Regions from separate parts of the Mus musculus genome. Here all the other regions are linked to region 2. The links are chromatin contacts, called in public Hi-C and promoter capture Hi-C maps. All regions are on one chromosome and are shown on one strand. The core of a region is the stretch at or near the end of the contact, and the rest is flanking DNA. Distances in the headings are between cores, read along the strand shown.

What was found. Hi-C and Micro-C count contacts between places; a contact is called where the count stands out from the background. Capture Hi-C pulls out chosen DNA fragments and counts their contacts.
Region 1: a contact with region 2 is called in a promoter capture Hi-C map of liver. The contact joins two enhancer-like sites.
Region 3: a Hi-C map of liver shows a contact between it and region 2, with 3 times the contacts expected there. The contact joins two enhancer-like sites. A contact is called at or near these places in 1 of 15 datasets of contacts at CTCF or cohesin (CD8 T cells), 5 of 484 Hi-C or Micro-C datasets (CD4 T cells, brown adipocytes and liver) and 1 of 115 datasets of contacts at active chromatin or transcription factors (cardiomyocytes).

What each region holds. Positions count from the first base shown.
Region 1 is chr13:81,342,009-81,345,686 of GRCm38.p6, forward strand. All of the region lies in intron 83 of Adgrv1 (adhesion G protein-coupled receptor V1), which reads right to left. Among named protein-coding and RNA genes, the nearest start is that of Gm32639, 240 kb to the left of the region's middle. Within about 2 kb of position 1,358, at least 8 of the 459 cell types and tissues checked have an H3K27ac peak or open chromatin away from gene starts, as enhancers often do. A contact at or near this core is called in liver, where this site is marked.
Region 2 is chr13:81,209,012-81,212,845 of GRCm38.p6, forward strand. The region is part of intron 85 of Adgrv1 (adhesion G protein-coupled receptor V1); the gene reads right to left. Among named protein-coding and RNA genes, the nearest start is that of Gm32639, 110 kb to the left of the region's middle. Within about 2 kb of position 2,565, at least 6 of the 459 cell types and tissues checked have an H3K27ac peak or open chromatin away from gene starts, as enhancers often do. A contact at or near this core is called in liver, where this site is marked.
Region 3 is chr13:81,367,701-81,371,674 of GRCm38.p6, forward strand. The region is part of intron 83 of Adgrv1 (adhesion G protein-coupled receptor V1); the gene reads right to left. Among named protein-coding and RNA genes, the nearest start is that of Adgrv1, 260 kb to the right of the region's middle. Within about 2 kb of position 2,006, at least 9 of the 459 cell types and tissues checked have an H3K27ac peak or open chromatin away from gene starts, as enhancers often do. A contact at or near this core is called in liver, where this site is marked.

The DNA.
Region 1 (3,678 bases), core at 108-2,607, 130 kb after region 2:
TGAGCGCTGGTGAAGGGAAGGGTCTGTAGCTGTGGTGAGCGCTCCACGAGCTTACTATGCGACGAGTGGGCACACACTCCTGGAAGAGCTTACCTTTTTGACTTAGGACAGCTAGTGTCACATTAAATATAAGCATGTAGGGCTTTCTCACATGGGGCTAGAAAGGCAGCTTAGCTGTCAAGAAGCATAGTTGCTCTCATAGACCACCAGAGTTTGGCTGCCAGCACCCATAGGGTACAGGTGTCAACAGCCTATAACACCAGCTCTGGGAAATTCAGCACCCTCCTGGGCCTTTAGAGGTACCTGCATTCACACACACACACACACACACACACACACACACACACACACACTTAATAATAAAACAAATCTATCTACCAACTCATCCCTATCTATTTCTTTGTCTGTATCTATATATGTAGATATCACACAAATGGTATCATGGTTCCACTTAGCTTTATTATGCTAGATACAGCTCTCAAGTACATAGATGGCTACCAACACCAAATTGAAATCATAACTTATTAAAAAAATATGTGAAAGTTGAAAATCTGATTATCTTTACTTAACTAAAAAAGACTATTAAATGATAAAAAAAAAAAGAAACTGAACACTACTGTCCTCCATTAGAAGTATAATATCAAAGCACTAGTCTCTAGTACTGAAGTTTACCATCAACAGGAAAGGTACACCACTAAAGAATGTATACCCTAGCAATCATTTTAAGAAAGAAATCTACCTTAGGGATATCCCAGTACAAAAACCAAGTTGTATGAAGTAATAGCTCTGAGTTGTCCTCCCCATGTGATGAATAAGGAACCACAGTGCTGATGCCATGTATCCAGACTGTAGCCTTTACAGAGAAACATTGCTTCCTATAAAAGCCCAGGTTTGTTTTTGTTTGTTTGGTTGGTTGGCTGGTTGGTTGTTTTTTTAATTCTCTGTTGCAAAAAGACAGATATGATGAGGACTGATGTTTGAAATATCAAGGTTAATGTAGCACTGAGGCACAGAGCTAAAAGCTAGTTTTCATGGAGATGTAATGAACTAACAAGTGTGGCCTATATTAAATGGTAATTACTCTTAATCTTACCTGTTGAAAAGTGCTTTAGGTTTAGGTGTGGCAACTCCATTTGAAAACTCGTTGGCACTCTGGTGTAGACCTTGTTATGATTTCTTTCCAACACTGGACACACCTTGCTCAAAAGGCAAATGACTCATGAGGCCACAATCCAAGACGTGATATTCAGCATTTAACTTGCTAATGATAGCCAAGATGTAGCCATGGCTTCTGCTATGAGAACAACAGTGGCCCAAGGATTAGACACTAGATGGGCTTGGTGAGGAGAGCAAAGGGAGTATGAAAGGAATGTCAAATGAGGTAACCAGGAGAAAGACCACAGAGGGATGGAGGAGCATGTGCCAATGTCAATAAAGATTTCTCAATATTTGTATCATTTAAACAAAATAAGCCAAGCATAGAAGGTGAAAATGACCAGGTGAAGAAGGCAGGAAACAAAGGCACAGATGTATGAAGCACAAACCTGTATGAAACTGCTAAGGAGCCAACAACTGACACACAATAACCATCACCGAGCAGCTTCCTCTTCTGCAGGAAATTAGACATACTGGTTTTGCCACGATCCAGAAGCATATTTATGCAAGTTTTAACAAAATAGTACAGTTTTGCCAAGAATATGTATTTTATACACTCTGACTTACAACAGGAGATTGCTATTTTACAGTTGCTGAAAGTGGTCATTTTGATGCAAGTTTATCTCATCTTATATATCTATGCCCTATTTACACAAATTTAAAACACCTTTTGCTCTCTAAGAGTTCATGTGCAGTAATGGGCAAGAAGCTCTGGTAGTTTGAGCTAAAATCATGTTGTTAGAGGGTGGTAGGATATCCAGGTTTCACTTGAAGTTCAACTTTCCTTTTATAGGGAAAGAAGATTTAATGGCACCCAGTTTCACAGTCTAACACAGACAAAACTTTGTGCATATTGAGGTTTGAGAATGCAATGACTTCCACATATAAATATCCACACAGAACCCCAGTGAGAGGAATGTTGCAGGAAATATTAAAAATGACCACCAAGTCCCTGTGCTCCAAGCAGCTACTCTCTGCCCGCCAACTCTCCAGTGGAGCTGGAGTTCCCGAGTTTCCTTTGATGTCACACCAGCCCCACACAATGACAGTCCATCCCTTGGTCAGCTGCCACAACCCTCAGCAACCCAGTAAAACCAAAACTCTAGAAGCTTATAATTAACAAGTCAGATTATATATCAATAAATTCTCAATTCACAAGATGCCTATACAATAATTTCAGGGACGATTGATAATGGTACAAGCTGCCCACATATATTAGACAAGTTATCACAATTATTATATCCTTTATGATATCATATCTACCTGTGGCTATTTAAAACCATGCTGGTTCAGGGTTTTCTTCATGTCTGTCCTCCATCTTGCCTTCCCCTTCTCTCTCTCTTCTCTCTCTCTCTCTCTCTCTCTCTCTCTCTCTCTGCAACTCTTAGCGCTGCCTCTCTTTTCCCTGTCCAATCACAGGCCTCCTGCTGCACTAATATTTTAATGTAATTGGACAGGGAAAATCCTACCACAGAGGAAAGCATGCAACATAAGAGAATTCTGAACATAAATTTCAAAATTTAAGAACTCTGATTACCTTTATTTGTTTTATAATTTCCCTCAAATGGGAACATGTCTAGTTAGTCTCTGTGTCTAAGGTCAGCCTTGTGTTGTGTTGGTGTATATGTCTCTGTGTGTGTGTGTGTGTGTGTGTGTGTGTGTATGTTTTAAACATAAAGAAATGGAGCTGAGGAGATGGCTTGTGAATATGAGCACATGCTGTCAAAAGGGGATGGAACTGAACTCAAATCCCTACCCCATGTAAAGCCAAGGAAGACTGAGAGTACCTGGACCCTCAGTGTTGGTAGGGTGGAGACACAGGTCCTATGAGCTCTAGCCCAAAAAGTAGGCTTTAGATGTAATGAAAGTCCATGTCCTCAAATATACAGTGGAAAGTGACACAGGAAGACACCTCATGTCCTTCCTTGTTTATTACATAAGCAATCGTGGCTATGTGGTTTTACATACACATACACATGATATGCATATATGACATATATGCATACATGTATACATATAGATACATATATGATATATATGCACAGAAGAGAAATCATGTATTGTATTAGTAACAATGAAGTATTGATTTCTTTAAGCTGTTATAGAATTCACCGGTAAATACATGACATGGGAAACAATCATTCTGAATGAGGTAACCAGATCCAGAAAGACAAACATCACATATTTTCTCTCATTTGTGAATCTTAGCTTTGAATTTCCAAACACTATGTGGCCATGTCAGGGGTTAGGCAAGCTTTCCGTTTGGTGGGGGTGGGGGGCCGGAGGTAGAACACACTGCCATAAAGAGTTAAAAGAAATAATAAAAGGGAAAGTTTAATTGGGTTATGGTGGGAAGGGCAGAGTAGAGGAAGAAATACAGTAAGGGAAAAATAGTGCAAAAGACCTTGACAAAAATATCATATGGAACCCTACTATTGTAGAAACTTTCATACACACAGAGAGAGAGAGAGAGAGAGAGAGACAGAGAGACAGACAGACAGACAGACCGACAGACAGACAGAT
Region 2 (3,834 bases), core at 1,315-3,814:
ACACATTCTCTTTTTAGGAGAAAGTTTTTAAAACAGATATCGATTGGGCTATGACATATGCACAAGTTGGATGGCTTACTCTTTAAAACAAATCTTTCAGTGCCAACTCACTGATATTAACATTTGCACTTGCTTAAAGATCCAAAGGAAAAAAGAAAGATAAACTGGCCAGTTCTTCCATAGTTTTGGAATAACCATTATCAAATGACTAGTACCAAGACATTGATCAAATAAAGTTACTAGCAGTCAGCAGCCTACAATTAAGATGTTTGGGATTAAGCTAGGTTTAGTAGTAATTTAGCCCTAGCTATTCAGCTAGCTGAAGGTGGAGGATTTATTGAGCCAGGTACCTAAGGCTAACCTGTGCAAAATAGCAAGACTCTGTTATCACAAAATTTTAACCAAAACCCAAAACCCAAAAAACAACCACCAAAGAGCATATATGAGCTCTCTCTCGGGGGTGAAGGGGAGGGAGAGGGGAGAACAACCATGGGAGGTGGTGCTGGGAGGGGCATCACTTGGGATGTAAATAAATAAAACAATTAATTTTTAAAAATTAAAAAAATAATTAAGAGGGCATAGAGAGATGGTTTGGTAATTAAGACCATTGCTTTTAGAGAAGCCAGGTTCAATTCTAGCACCCACATGGCAGCTCATAACTAACTGTCTGTAGCTCCAATTCTAGGGGCTCTGGTACCTTCATAGACATATATGCAGGCAAGATGCCAATGCACATTGAAAAAAGTAATTAAGAGGCATAAGACAACTGATTTTTATACCTGCCTCAGGTTGGCATTTTCCCCATTTGAATCCATTTTACTTTGTTATAACTATCTTCAAATCTCAGTATTTGCCTAAGCAGAAGCTATTGGTAACTACTCTGAACGATAATATTTGTGATCATTCTGAATGAACACTCAGGATAACAGCTGTTAATATTTGATGATTCTATAACATGCATCCATTTAATTAACTAGTATCTCACATGGGGGTACCTCATTCTAAGTAGGCCACCGTGTGGCAAGTTTGAAAATGTAACTTCTTTTTTTTAAATGCTGGACTAATTTGCTGGGATCCTAGATGAGAAAAATCTACTCAGCACAGATTTTACATCTTCCTCACAAAGTGGCCATAAGCAAATACGTGAGTTCTGAGTCACCACCAGGAAACCCTGTGAACTATGTGAGCTGGAAGCAAACTTCAAGACCTCCAAGCTATTTTCTAAACAATAGAAGAATTCAGTGTCCACCTCCATGCCTACTACCTGTCATCATCTCAAAAAGAGATCTTAGGGTTTAATTTACCCCAAACACTCACAGGCTCTATATTTAGTATTTCATCTCAGTTATAGTACCAACACTCAGAAAAACAATTTTACAAAAACTTTCAAGGTCAGCTTATGAGTTTCTCCAAACTAATACAACCCCTATATTCTTTTACTGGAAAATTCTCACGTAAATGTTGGTAAGGGAAGTTATACCATTCTCAAGAGCAACCAAATGGGTGAAAGTAGAGGATAGTTCAGTACTTGCTTACTACTAAGGTCTGTAGGGATAAGCTAGTGTTGTCTCATGTTCATATTTTGTTAAGGGAGAAAGAGTTGCTAGTTTACTAAGCCTTTAAAGCAAATCTCTCCCCAAAATATGCTCTCCTGGGGCATGAGTTCAGTAGATTGCTTTTGCTTGCATGCTCAGGGCCTTGGCCTTGGTTCCCAGCATACTGGTAAATACTGGTTGATTCAGCTGAGTAATCTTTTCCGGCTGAGTATTAGTTTTTGTTTGCTTGCTTGTTTTGTTTCTATTACAGAAAAGCAAAATGTATAACAAATATTTGTTGTAATATGAAAGCCGCACTAAGCCTGGACATTTTAAATTGGTTATAAGCTTGTTAATGTCCCTCACCTCTGAGTGGGTTATGTGAATTGCCCTCTGACAAAATAATCCTGTGTTGGAGTTAGAAAATTAGTGAAGAAGCTAAAAAGAGCTGCAACACTTAGTAATTTTTTTTTTTTTTTTACTAATTTAGATATTTTGTTAAAATGACATTTTGGTGGTAAGCATGTGGCATCAGTAGCCAGGATATTGAAGGCAGACTGTGACACAGACTGCAGAAAGCTGTGACACTGAAGGTCTTTGAAGAGGTTGGATGGAAAACCTTCATGAGTCAAGGTCCTTATACAGGACAATTAAAAAAACAAAACAAAACAAAACAAAAATGGGAGAACCAAGGAATAGAGAGCAAGAATTTAAATAATCCCTATCTCATTTTCCTAGGGAGAGAGGGGAGGGGAGAGAGAAAGGAGCAGAAATGGAGGGAGGGGAGGGGAAAGGAGAATGAGAGGGAAGGAAAAAGAGAAAAAAGAAGGGGAGAAAGGAGGAGGAAGAGGACAGGGTGGGGGTGGGAGGAGTGGGGGAAGAGGATTTACAACTGTGCTGCTTGCAGATACTCAGTAAGCCCTCTGGAGTTGCAGGGAAAATCAGCTCTGGTGTTAAAAGCTACGTAAGATATTTGAATAGAGACACCCTGGCAGCTCAGCAGTCTGGTCTTGCAGCAAGCAAGAGAAGGTCATTGGGATGACTAAAGCTACACTTTAAAAGTTTACTTGAGCAAAGTCTCACAAACATGTTTGTGGTGCATGCATTGTGCAAGAGAAAGCTGGCATGAGATGATTCTAGTTGTTTCCAAAGGAACATTCTAGGAGGGTCAGAAGGTTACAGCAGAGAGAGCCTGCATATATTTCTCTGAGTTGCTAGAGACAACAAATATTAAAGAATTTTCTAAAAGATAGCTTTCAATTGATGACTGTACCAACTAAATAAACTTGCCAGTATCTTCCTGCCTGATTTTTCTATTCTTTCCCCTTGTGTTACAACTCGGGAGAATCAGAAATAGAGATTTGTTAACATAGCTAAATGGGGGTAGAAAAAATGAAGCAGACTTACAGCTCATCCTTCTTAAGTCCTAGCAATTGGAAGAACAGTCATAGTGATAAATTAGAAGCAGCTCAGATAATACTATTGAACAAGACAACCAACTAAGAGACTGACTGAAGGAACAACTACTAAGAGTGATTAAGTTTGAAGAGGCTTTCCTGTATTTTATTTAGAAGCATAGACTTCTATTGAATCTATTATGAAGAAAGACACCAGAAGTAGAAGGTCAGTATTATCACATTTTATGCAATTCTCAAAGAATACAAATATTGAATCTTAAAATAATCAAGCAGAAACAACACAAGAGAATTGCTTCATGACTATACTTCATCAATCAAACATATTAATGAGATATAAAATTAAAAAGAGTTGTATCACTGTCTCTATTATTCAGCATTAACTGCCCTGGTTAGCAGATGAAAGTGTTTGTGAGACATTATCCTTTACTGTCATGTAAGCTTGTCAAGAACTGACTATCTTAAAGGGCACTCACAAAGCTTTTCTAGGTTTATCAAGTATTTCTGCTTCCAGTTTCCATCTGCCCCCTGAGCTGATTCTGTGCCACAGTACTCCATAACCAAATACTGCCTGGAGAGAGCTGTTCTCCAAGGAGTACTGACACATGGGCTTGCAGGAGAGACAGCCACAGTAAGAGACAGCAAGACTAGCTAACACCAGCGATAACCAATGTCAAGAGGCAAGCACAAGAACATAAGCAACAGAAACCAAGGCTACCTGGCATCATCAGAACCCAATTATCCCACCACAACAAGCTCTGGATATCCCAACATACCAGAAAAGAAAGATTCTGATTTAACATCACATCTCATAATGATGATAGAGTACTTTAAGAAGGACATAAATTAATCCCTTTAAAAAAATACAGAACACAGGTAAACAG
Region 3 (3,974 bases), core at 756-3,255, 160 kb after region 2:
AAGAAAATTATTTCTTTTTTTAATCTTAAATAAAATGAAAAGCTAATGGGTTTTCTTAAGTTGACTTCCTTATGCAGACACGTAGAGTTAGAACTAATGAGTGGCAGCAGCAGTGGCCACAGGCAGAGGCATGAACGGGGAGGTTACTCCAGGCTGTTCCAGTCCCTCCACAAACAGGATCAGGCAGCCCTCTGATAACCGGCTCAGCATCTGAACTTGAGCAGACGGCTTACACTGAAGGTTGGGAAGTGTTTGATCTATTTCTATCTGTACAACATGTAGTCACAATATTCTTCTGAAAGACAACCCTTGCTCCAGTTGCTAGTTCAAAGCAAGATCTAATTTTGATTCTATTATTTAAACTCTTGAAACTTTTTTTTGTTGTTGAATTAGCAAAAGTAAAGAGAACAAGATCCAGTCAGATTAATGAGTAGCCAGAAGTTCTAGCTAAAGGAAAACTATCTCTATTTATAACACTTCATCTTGCTCTGCTTCAATTGACCTGAAATAGACAGGTAACAGACAGCTTGATGATGATGATGATGATTGATAGACAGACAGACAGGCAGACAGACAGACACATAGATAGTAGATAGATAGATGGTAGATAGAGATATATACATACATGTGAACACACATACATACACACACAGATATGTATGTATATACTTAGATAGATAGATGATTGATAGATAGACAGGCAGACAGAGTTCTTAGTTAATAGCATTTGGGGCCCTAGACATGTCTTTCCTATTTTAACAGTTTCAATGCCACAGGTCAAGATACTTGGGGAAGTTAAGTCCTGTCCTACTGGAAGGAGACAGGGTTTTGGAGTCATATATGGCTTTGGGTTCAGTCTTGCATGCAGTGATCCTTAGAAAGTCTCCAAGATGATAGATACTTAAAGTTAAAATGACAAGGGCTCAGACTAAGGGAAAGTCTTTTAGGAGTTGTGTGCAATCTGGATCATTCCTGAAAAACAGACATTGTACAAAGACATTCCTGAATGTTGCGGCGTGATAAACAGCCCAACTTTTACTGAATTCTAGATAATAGTCCTAAGAGTTAACATAAAATTCTCTTCCGCCTTCATGAAGAAGAGAAAGATGAAGTTAAAATCCATGCACATCCATTAGCTGACAAAAATAAGGTAAAAACCAAATAAAACCACGTAAGTGTTTCAACTTCTGAGCTAGTCACATAGACCATGGTGAGTCAGTAGAGAGGCTTCACAGAGCTTGTGCCACAGCCATGCACATGAAGGGTCTCTGGACAGATATCTTTATTCAGTTTCAGAAGATGAAGTTAAGCCATAGACAAAAAGAAACAGAAATCAAGTGTTTTCCTGTTGGCAAGATTTATTAATCTGAGCAAACATGGTTATCTTTCTGTTCTTTTTTTAGATTTGGGGAGTTGCTTTTCCCGACAGAAGCTCTGGAATTGAGAACCCCGCCTGGCAAAGATGCCCTTTGTCCCTCCTGCCACCAGCCCGCTCAGGGCACACAGGGCAATGTGACTCTAAGATAAAAGTTCCAAAGATAGAAGTAGATGTTTTCCCCAGGAATATCTGGCAACAGCATGAAAGGCTGTTGGCTATGTTTCCCACCACATTGGAAGAGAGTGCTCTCACACCTTGCTGCTTAAGCGTTTCCTTGCAGATAAATGAGAAAAAACACAACTTGACACTGAGGGAAATATACTGCTAAAAATATAAACCTTTTCTCAAAAAGTCTGTGATATTTCAATAAGCACAATTTTCTATATTAATAGTAGGCAGGTTACTATTTAGCATAAATGTCGTGGTGGACCGTCTATGGCCCCTGCATTTAAAAGTAACTGATGGGTGGGACAAGGTATTTCTACCAAGGACAGGTAGATACAAGCTTTCGGGTGTTAATTTGCAAATTTGTTCGCTGCAATTTTGAATACAAGAACAAAAAAAAAAAACATAGCTAGAGACTCACAAATGTTTTTTTGCTATGCTATACACTCTGTAGCTAGGCCAAAGAAATCTTTGAAAGGATCCTTCAGTTTTTAACCTTACTCCAACTCTGCAAGACTAACTTTGGTTTTGGGTGGGGAAAAATCCTATACTGCCACCTGCTGGTATATTGTAGTCAATGCCACTTTTTTTCTAAATTTTTTTTTTCCAAAAATGTGTATTGATCATATTTTCCCCTCTGACTACATCCCTACCCATCTAACTTCAATACAAGAACCATCTATTAATTCTTTTGTATCCACCTCCTATTCAGAATATAAATATAATAAAATATGTAGTGAATTAGTAATACAATATTCTATATGTTTCTAAAATTAGAGAACAAGCAAACTTAGGCACATTTCCCTGACAATATGATTTACAAATACATTGTACCATACTCCTTCAAAATGAAGGGATGAGATACGGCTCAGGTGGTCGTGTTTGCCTAGCATGCACAAGGCCCTGGGCTCAATTTTCAGCAACATCCTCAAAGTTAAAATGGCACAGGGCTCAGACTAAGGGGAAGTCTTTTAGGAGTTGTGTGCAATCTGGATCATTCCTGAAAAGCAGACATTGTACAATGACATTCCTGAATGTTGCGGCGTGATAAACAGCCCAACGTTTACTGAATTCTAAATAATAGTCTAAACCAGTCTGATGACGCAAGTCCCTAATCTCAGTATGCTGTACATGGAGACAGAAAGAGTAGAAGTTTGAGGTCATCCTCAGCTACATAGCAAGTCCAGGGCACCCTGTGCTACAGAAGAGCCATCTCTCTGTGACACATATGTACACACATATGCATGCATGCACATGCGCGCACACACACACACACACAAACATGACAATCAACTAAGTCTTGATAAGGAAAGATCTTGGCATGCCTGTCTTCCCCATATTCACAAGTCACCCCTATAGGTAAGTGGAGACATTTTACTCCTTAAAAAGAACCACGGTCCCAAACCCTTGTTTGTTTGTTTGTTTGTTTGTTTGTTTGTTTTTTCATTTCTCCAGGCAATTTAAACTCTAATAATGTCTACTCAGCAAAGATGCAGGATCCAAAAATAGGAGATCCATGTCTGGAACTGTAATGGTCCCAATAACACAATTCTACAACTCATACTATAAGTACTTTAAAGTTTGGTCAATGTAAATAAAAGCCAGTGTTCCTGTAAACATTTCCATTTCTCGTTTTGGAGAATCTGACATTTTTGGAAAGTCCTCACTTTGGAGCAGGAGAGGCAGCTCAGTATTCAAGGGCATTTGCTGCCCTTGCAAGAGCAGCCGAGTGGTTCTCAGTACCCAAGCTGGGTGACTCACCACAGCTATGAATTCAGGTCCTCGGAGTGCAATGCCACCATCTCTCTGCTACATTATACAGTTCATGTGCATATCCCCCACTCCCCATACAGACATAGTAACAAAATTAAATCTTTTAATTGAAAATAAATTCTTCTACAATACACCCTTACTACGGTTTTTCCCTCCCTTCACTCCTTCCAGCCTCCCCCACCTCCCTTCTTCCCAGCTACATCCCCCACTCTATTTCCCTTCAGAAAAGAGGAAGTCTCCAACAGCCAAACTGCAGACAACAAACAGCCAAACAGGACAAAAGAAGAAGCAGTAAGACAAGTCAAAAGCCCTCTATCAAGGCTAGACAAGGAAAGCCAATAGAAAGAAAAGAGTCCCAGGAGCAGACCAAAGAGTCAGAGACACACTCACTCCCACTCTTAGGGTCCCACAAAAACACTAAGCTAACGGCCATAACTTATACACAGAGGATCCGGTGTAGACCCAAACAGACCCTATACTTTGCCGCTTTAGTCTCTCTGAGCTAAAAAATAAAATATATCTTTAAAAATCTCTTGTCTAGTCAAGTGAGAAGAACATTCACTTTAAGTTAGTATTTTTAAATATCCAGGCAGTTGGTAAATAGATTGAATATTTCCTATGGAAACTCTACCAACTGTATGGCTTCTGACGTGAAATA